Linked DNA regions of Gossypium hirsutum: region 2 is linked to region 1. The links are chromatin contacts, called in public Hi-C maps. All regions are on one chromosome and are shown on one strand. The core of a region is the stretch at or near the end of the contact, and the rest is flanking DNA. Distances in the headings are between cores, read along the strand shown. Region 1 overlaps LOC107954938 (a long non-coding RNA gene). Region 2 holds the start of LOC107954975.

Region 1 (3,291 bases), core at 259-2,758:
TTGCAATTGTTAAAAGATTTGATGGTCTCCTTTGGCTATAAAAACACTTGCAGGTCTTCTCCGTTATAAACTAGATGCTGATGAACGGTGTAAAATATTACATAGAAATTTTTGGGACCTACCTGATGATGCATGCAATATTCTTCCAGCATTCAAATTGAGTTATTATCATCTTTCATCCTATTTAAAGCGTTGCTTTGCTTATTGTTCATATTTTCCTAAACATTATGAATTTCAAATAGAAAAACTCATTCATTTGTGGATGGCTACTTCAAAGATTTGAGATTGAGGTCAGTTTTTTAACAATCGAGATGGAAGGGTACTTATTTTCTCATGCATGATCTAATTAGTGACTTGGCTAAATCTGTTATTGGAGAATTTTTAACAGATTGGAATGTGGTGGTGGTTCTTGTGAAATAATTGAATGGACCTGCATTGGTCCAATGTTCCAGAAGAATATGATATGCGAAAGAAATTCTAGATTTTAAAGCAAAACAGGCCGGGCCGGTCCGAGCCCGGGCTTCATATTTTCTCCACGGGTCGGGTCTGGGCAAAATCTCAGGCTCATATTTCGGGCCGGGCCGGCCTGGACTTAGCAATCGGCTGAACATTTTTTCTGGGTCCGGCCCATGAGCACCTCTAGTGAGTATAGGTAGCAAGAAAGGGAAGGAAAATGGCATGTGTATTCTGTTGCAAACTGTCAATTTCTTCTCATCCACTTCTCTAATTTTCTCATCTCATTCTTATGTTTTTCCTTCAATTTTCCAGTGATGGAACATAATTAGCAATAAAAACTTCAATTACTCTTGGTTTTCTTTTTAATCTAGTGTTTATTTAGCTAGTGATTATTACATAGTTTAAAATCAACACTTTAGCAAAATATGATTTTTAAAATATTTATATTAATTATTTAAAAATATTGAATTTTTATGTTAATTATTTTAAAAGTAATTTATATTAATTATTTAAAAAAATTTAATTTTTTATGTTATGCACCAATATATTAACTTTTTAAAATATTATTTAAATTAATCGACACTTTAGTAAAATATAATTTTGATATTTATTTAAAATTTAAAAAGTAATTTATATCAATTATTTAAAAGTATTTAATTATTTTATGTTATGTTCCACTATATTATTTTTTCAAATATCATTTAAATTAATCCATTACTTACTTTTCATCATCATGTTTAATTAATCATTTTAACTTCTCACTACAATTTTTGGCAGCTATGAAAAATACTCAAACCACATTTTCCTATATTACTTTTCTATCATACTGTTCATAAACACTTTTCAACCCCAACCATAATAGAAAATTAAACCTTAAGAAGTAAATTCTAATTCTTTAGAGGATCAAATCAACACACAGGATACAATCAAACAAACTGAGTTACTCCGAGTTTGCTCTCACCCAAATCGGTAGAGTCCAATACCTACAAATAAAAAAAATCTTTTGGAATTGAAATTGTGTTGATATTTTCTCTCTTTAAGGTGTGGGTGGTGTTGGACTTATTTTGAGCTTCCTGGGCTTACACTCTATTTAAACTAGATTGGGTTTGTGTGCTGTTCTTGTGCTCTAATGAAAATTTTGTACCATTGGGGAATGCAATTTATCATGAAAACAAAACATTGCCTTATTCTTATTATTATTATCGTTATCATTTGATTTATACCTCATAATTCTAACACGTTTAAAAGATTGGGAATTTGTGTTTAACCAAGTCCGCAATAAATATCTTTTAACAGATGTGTAAGTAAAGTACCCGAAATTGAACATAGACCCCCTTCTTATAGCTGAATGGCAGACAAGCATATATTTTTATTTTGAAATGAGAAGATTTGTTTTAGGCTTTTAGCACTTTAGGTAGATCCACATAGCCCACCCCTATATTTAAACACCTACGTTTAGTCCTGCAAACATATCCCCAACAAAAGGAAAACTTAGATCCATCCCCCTCTCTTTCTTCCTGACAATGATTTATGATGAATGAACCTTTCCCCATCCTTCCTACTCACCCCCTTTTTTTTTTCTTCACTCAAAATCCATGTGATTAGATTTCATGTTGGACCTTTATTATCATCCTATTCACTCTATTTTGGTTTGTTTAAACTTTTGCACTCAAAGTCAATATAGGTCGATAATAGGGGTGAATCCAAAAATTTTTTTAAAGGGGTCGAAATTAAATTATATATTTTTACGATAGTAAAAATATAATTTTATCATTTTAATAACCATATCTTTATAAATTTTAAAGGACTAAATTAAAATTTTGTCATATTTGAGTGGGTGAAAGTGCAATTTTATCATTACTAATTTAAAATTTTATAAACTATAAAATGACCTAAATGAAAAATATTTCATTTTAGAGGGCACCAGAGTCCCCTCCGGCCCCCTTAAATTTGCCACAAGTTGATAATAGTATTACTTATTGGTTTAGGGCTAGTTTGGATGGGTGGTGTGTTTACCTCCGGTGAGATTAAAAACAGCGGTGGCGGTGAGATTAATTACTGTAGCGGTGAGATTGGATACTGTAGCGGTGAGATTAGAAACAATGGTGGAGTGTGTGTTTGGATTCAAACGCAGCTGTAGCGGTGAGATGAGAATAAGAAATGACTATTAAGGACATCAAATTAGAATTGATATATAATATAAGTTTTTTAAATTATTTTACTTTTTTAAATTATTAAAATATGTGAATTTATAAATTCATTTAATAAAATATTAAAATGTATCTTTTAATATTCTATTTATTTATATTTATTATCCTATAAATTATTATATTTGTATTTATTTAAATAATAGTTATAACATTAAAATATTAAAATGTCTTATTTTCACACTCATATGAAAAATAAAATGGTAAAAATATTACCCACTGACGTTTCTTTTTGTTTACTGGTGTTTAACACTCCAGTCTAAAATTTCCTCTCCAGTGCGTTGAAGGATTTTAACTGGCCAAATTTGAATGTTATCCAAACAGCTATACGTGGTGCGATTGCACCAAAATCAAAGGTAAACGTGCTGCACTGGTAGTAACTGGGCATCCAAAGGAGCCCTTAGTCTATCTAACAGATTTTTTTTTTATTACGAAAGTACTCAAAAAACATAAAAATTATGTTTTAACTTACAATATCAAAGCTTCATTAGCATATAAAATGTCTTTATTGTACATTTATTATTTCAAGCATATATTTTTATTATTTCATATTTTTACTCAACTTCTTTCATAATAATGCCAAATGCTTAAAATTTTTAAATCGTATATTTTTTAATAAGACTTTTTT
Region 2 (3,728 bases), core at 461-2,960, 72 kb before region 1:
ACACCAAATCCGTATGGATCAAAAAAGAAAAAAAAAAGAACAAGAAGAAACTTGGAACATTTGGTAAATAGAAATGTAATCTTAATTAAGCTTCAATCTCAAACCTTGAATACTTGATGGAGCCCATGGATATGTCAATCTCTATCAGGTTTTCCTCCTCATTCATGTCGTTCAACTCTGCTAAAAGCTCCATTAAACTCCGTTGCTGGAAAATAGATTCCGGCATGAATTCCGGCAATTTCTGCTGCATACTACCGTACTTATTGTTTGGCTGGTATTGTCCTCCTGGAAGGGAGATTTCAATGAGACTATCCTCGTCGTCCGACCAATCTGGGGTTCCATCCCTGTTATCCCGGAACGACCAGTCCACTTCGGAGTCTTCAGTGGTTGGCAACTGATCATCATTAACGCATTCCTTTTCAGACAGGACATCTGGTGATTTGGCTATGCAGTCATGGATCTGATGATCATATGAAGCACCTTCCTGATCTTTTGAGTTTTGCTTATTAAGTTCACCTTCAGGCTGTATTTGAGGTGAGCTTTCCTCAACAGATTTATGAATATCCTCTTCCACTGATTCCACCACCAACTTCAGTTTCCTCTTAGATAATATGAAGACAACAGTTGACAAGATCAACACTGTAGATGTGAAGAAGATGGATAAGGACCCAAAGATAAAAAAACTAGCAGATGTTATCAGTGGGGCAAGAACGACAACCCATGACACTGGGTTTTTGAGGAGAAACAAACAAGTACCCATTTGATCATGTCCCAACTCCATGGACTAGAAAAAAAAAAGGCTCTTATATATCACTAAGGTTAACTATACAAGGAAAAAAAAAAAGCAAGGTTTCAGGCTGTGAGATCAGAGAAGAGCATATATGGATGAACTTGTAAACTTAGTTTTAGGTTTTCAGAATAAAGGGCATATGCAGAAGCAAGAAGACACATATCCAAAATAAGGAAGGGGTTTCATAGATTAAAAAAAACCCAGGAAAATAAGAAGGGGTTTTAGTAGGAGATGATGTATGAATCAGCAGTTCATCTAAATAGTAGTACCCAAAAGGGAAAGAAGGAAAACCAGGTAGCCAGTTTTGCCTGTAATATCAATCTGCTCAAGGGAAAGAGGGAGTGGTTTGCAAAAGAGGAAGCATATGCAAGTTGAATATAAAAAAAAATGTTATTGGATTACATAATTTGGACTGTGCAAAATAAGACTAAATTTCTAGGCTGTTTCTCTCATTCACACTTCACTCATCACCAATTCCCAAAGGCCTCCCAATTGCTTTACTATATATATTAAACACACAAATCAGGTGGTCTTCCCTACTGCAACTGATTCTCTTGGAAACCACAAAACCCTTTGTTTTCCCTGTATTGATAATTTGATTTACAGTCTCAAAGCTTGGAAATGAGAGAAGCCATGTGCAGACATCTGAGCTCACCACATGGCACTTTCCCTCCAATTTCAGGGGTTGTGAAAACAAAGAGTATTATTATAATATTTCTCTTCTGCCAACCCCAAGAGTCAAGAACCCTATTATCTAAAACCAGAACACCCAAACCAGAAGCTTCACTACAACAGTGAAAAAACAAAAGAAACACCATTAATGCATTCCTCATCTTTGAACCACCAATCGCATTTAGAGACACAGCTTTTTCTTATGAATGCTTTATCTAAAAATCTCTTAGAAGAAGAAAAAAAAAAGACCGTTGATTCTTCCTTTGAAACTTTAGCAGTAACAAGCTTTGACATCAAAACTTTATATGCAGTTATTAAAAAAAAACTATAAGTAATTAATAAAGAATCCATATTTATTTGCAAGACTGCAGTTAAAATCTTCATCAAAAGGCTAGAGAGATCAGGGAGAAGAAAAGTTGAATTAGGGCTTAGGAGGGCCTTTAATGACCCTCTAGGCAAATAAAAGGAAGAATGAATGAATATTCACTGTATATTTGACAACTTCAACTGTTCAAAGTACTTGAAATGTAATCTGGATTACAACAAGCAGATCAGTTTGAGTCAAAAGGATTCCCACTATCCCCTATTGAAAGTTTTATTTTGTTTATTAGTACTAGCTAAGTACCACTGCTACTGTTGTGTTTGGTTTAGGGCAAAGTCAGCCATTTGCAGACAAATTGTAGTGCTCCTTTGGGTAGCTGAAATAATAAAATCATTTATAAGCAAATGAGTAAAAGAAATCCTTTCTTTTTTCATTTTCTTTTCCCTAATTTCTTTAATTAGTAGGGCAAAAAAAGTTCTTTCCAAGCCATTTGCCAAATACCCCAGAGAAAGAAGAAAAAGAGAAAAGCTACTTCCCACTTATAAATATATACCAAGAAACTATATAATATTGAAACAAATTAAACATTAGCCTTATAGTCTTTCAAGTTTCTTCTCCTGATTTTTTTTAAAGCAAATGCGTTATTCATTCTCATAAAAGAAGTGATGAAACAAGTAGCATATTACAATAAGAACAGTCTTCGGAAGAAGCTCAAATATAATTGTGCCATTGACACTCTTGAAATGTTTCAAGCTCTGGGAAATTGTCTTCAACTTCAATTTTGTTAAGCATCATGTATTAAAAAGGTGATAACATGGTTTGAACCAAGTTTTTGGGTGATATAGTTAAAAATATTTGCATCTGATAAATTAATGAAGAGTTTGGTTTAAGGCTATACATGGCGAAGGAAATGCCTCTACGTACCCTACCAAAACCTTAGCAGGACCACCTAGTGTCTCGCTTAAAGCACTGCAACGCCGTCGGCTCCACCCTAAATGACACTATATTGTAAAATATTTGCAGATCTTTCTAGTTTTGTTTCATCAAAGATGCGTGGGTTCATGCGGTATGCCCTACACTTGTTCAAATCATGATTATGATGATATGAATTAGGAGCTTTGCGCTTCTCCTTTTTAACCTCATGCCGGGCTTATAATTATGGCTTTCCACTTTCTAAAGGCTCGGAAAATGAAGTTAAACAATGTCACATTTTTATTCATCATCCAACCTCCATTTTGCTCTAACTGGCCTTGGCAGTCTGTTTATATCAGCAAGCATCCTCATGTCTCTTAAATATTCAATAAATTGAAAGCTTTTGCTGAGAAAAAGGATTTTTTATTATTATTATAAATTCGTTTGATTATTAATAAAAATAAACTATTTAATAATTATAAATGTTTATTGATAATAAGGCATAAATAAACTAGATTAATCTTTAAGCCTTTTCTTTTAAATATATAGTTTCTTTACACTATAAAAACATTAAAATAAATACAATTAGATTTTGGCATACCCACAATCTCGGTACAAAATGTAATTATGTAATCAATATATTTTTAAAATTAATATAAAAAAATTAAAGCTTTGATTGAAATCTTAAAGAAAGATGTTAAAAAACCATAACGTCTTGGGTTTAAATTTCATTATGTAAAAAATATATTTTTAAAAATTAATATAAAAGATAATTGAAACTTTAGTTGAAATGATAAATAAAAAGATGTTACAAACCATAAGGTTCAAATATCATTATGTACATGTTCTTTTTTATGTAAAAATTATAAAACAAAAACACCCTCAAATTTATATAATTTACTTTGTAAATGAATGGTATTTTAGTCATTCTCCAATTGAGTTGATTCGTGACACCAACTCAATTAAGGGGTTAATATATAGTATAGATTATATTAGTTGAAAAAAATAATAAAAAAAAGTTTTTATATATAA

What was found. Hi-C and Micro-C count contacts between places; a contact is called where the count stands out from the background.
Region 2: a contact with region 1 is called in a Hi-C map of leaf, with 3 times the contacts expected there. The contact joins the promoter of LOC107954975 here to the enhancer-like site in region 1. A contact is called at or near these places in 20 of 34 Hi-C or Micro-C datasets (anther, callus, cotyledon and 6 more).

What each region holds. Positions count from the first base shown.
Region 1 is chrD07:52,370,833-52,374,123 of Gossypium_hirsutum_v2.1, reverse strand. LOC107954938 (a long non-coding RNA gene) reads left to right here. Exons shown (of 2, transcript XR_001699767.2): 2 at 54-334. Among protein-coding and RNA genes, the nearest start is that of LOC107954938, 3.9 kb to the left of the region's middle. Within about 2 kb of position 1,508, at least 3 of the 9 cell types and tissues checked have an H3K27ac peak or open chromatin away from gene starts, as enhancers often do. A contact at or near this core is called in hypocotyl and leaf, where this site is marked.
Region 2 is chrD07:52,442,507-52,446,234 of Gossypium_hirsutum_v2.1, reverse strand. It overlaps LOC107954975, which reads right to left and starts at 1,710. Exons shown (of 1, transcript XM_016890668.2): 1 at 1-1,710. The coding sequence starts at 781. The coding sequence ends at 86.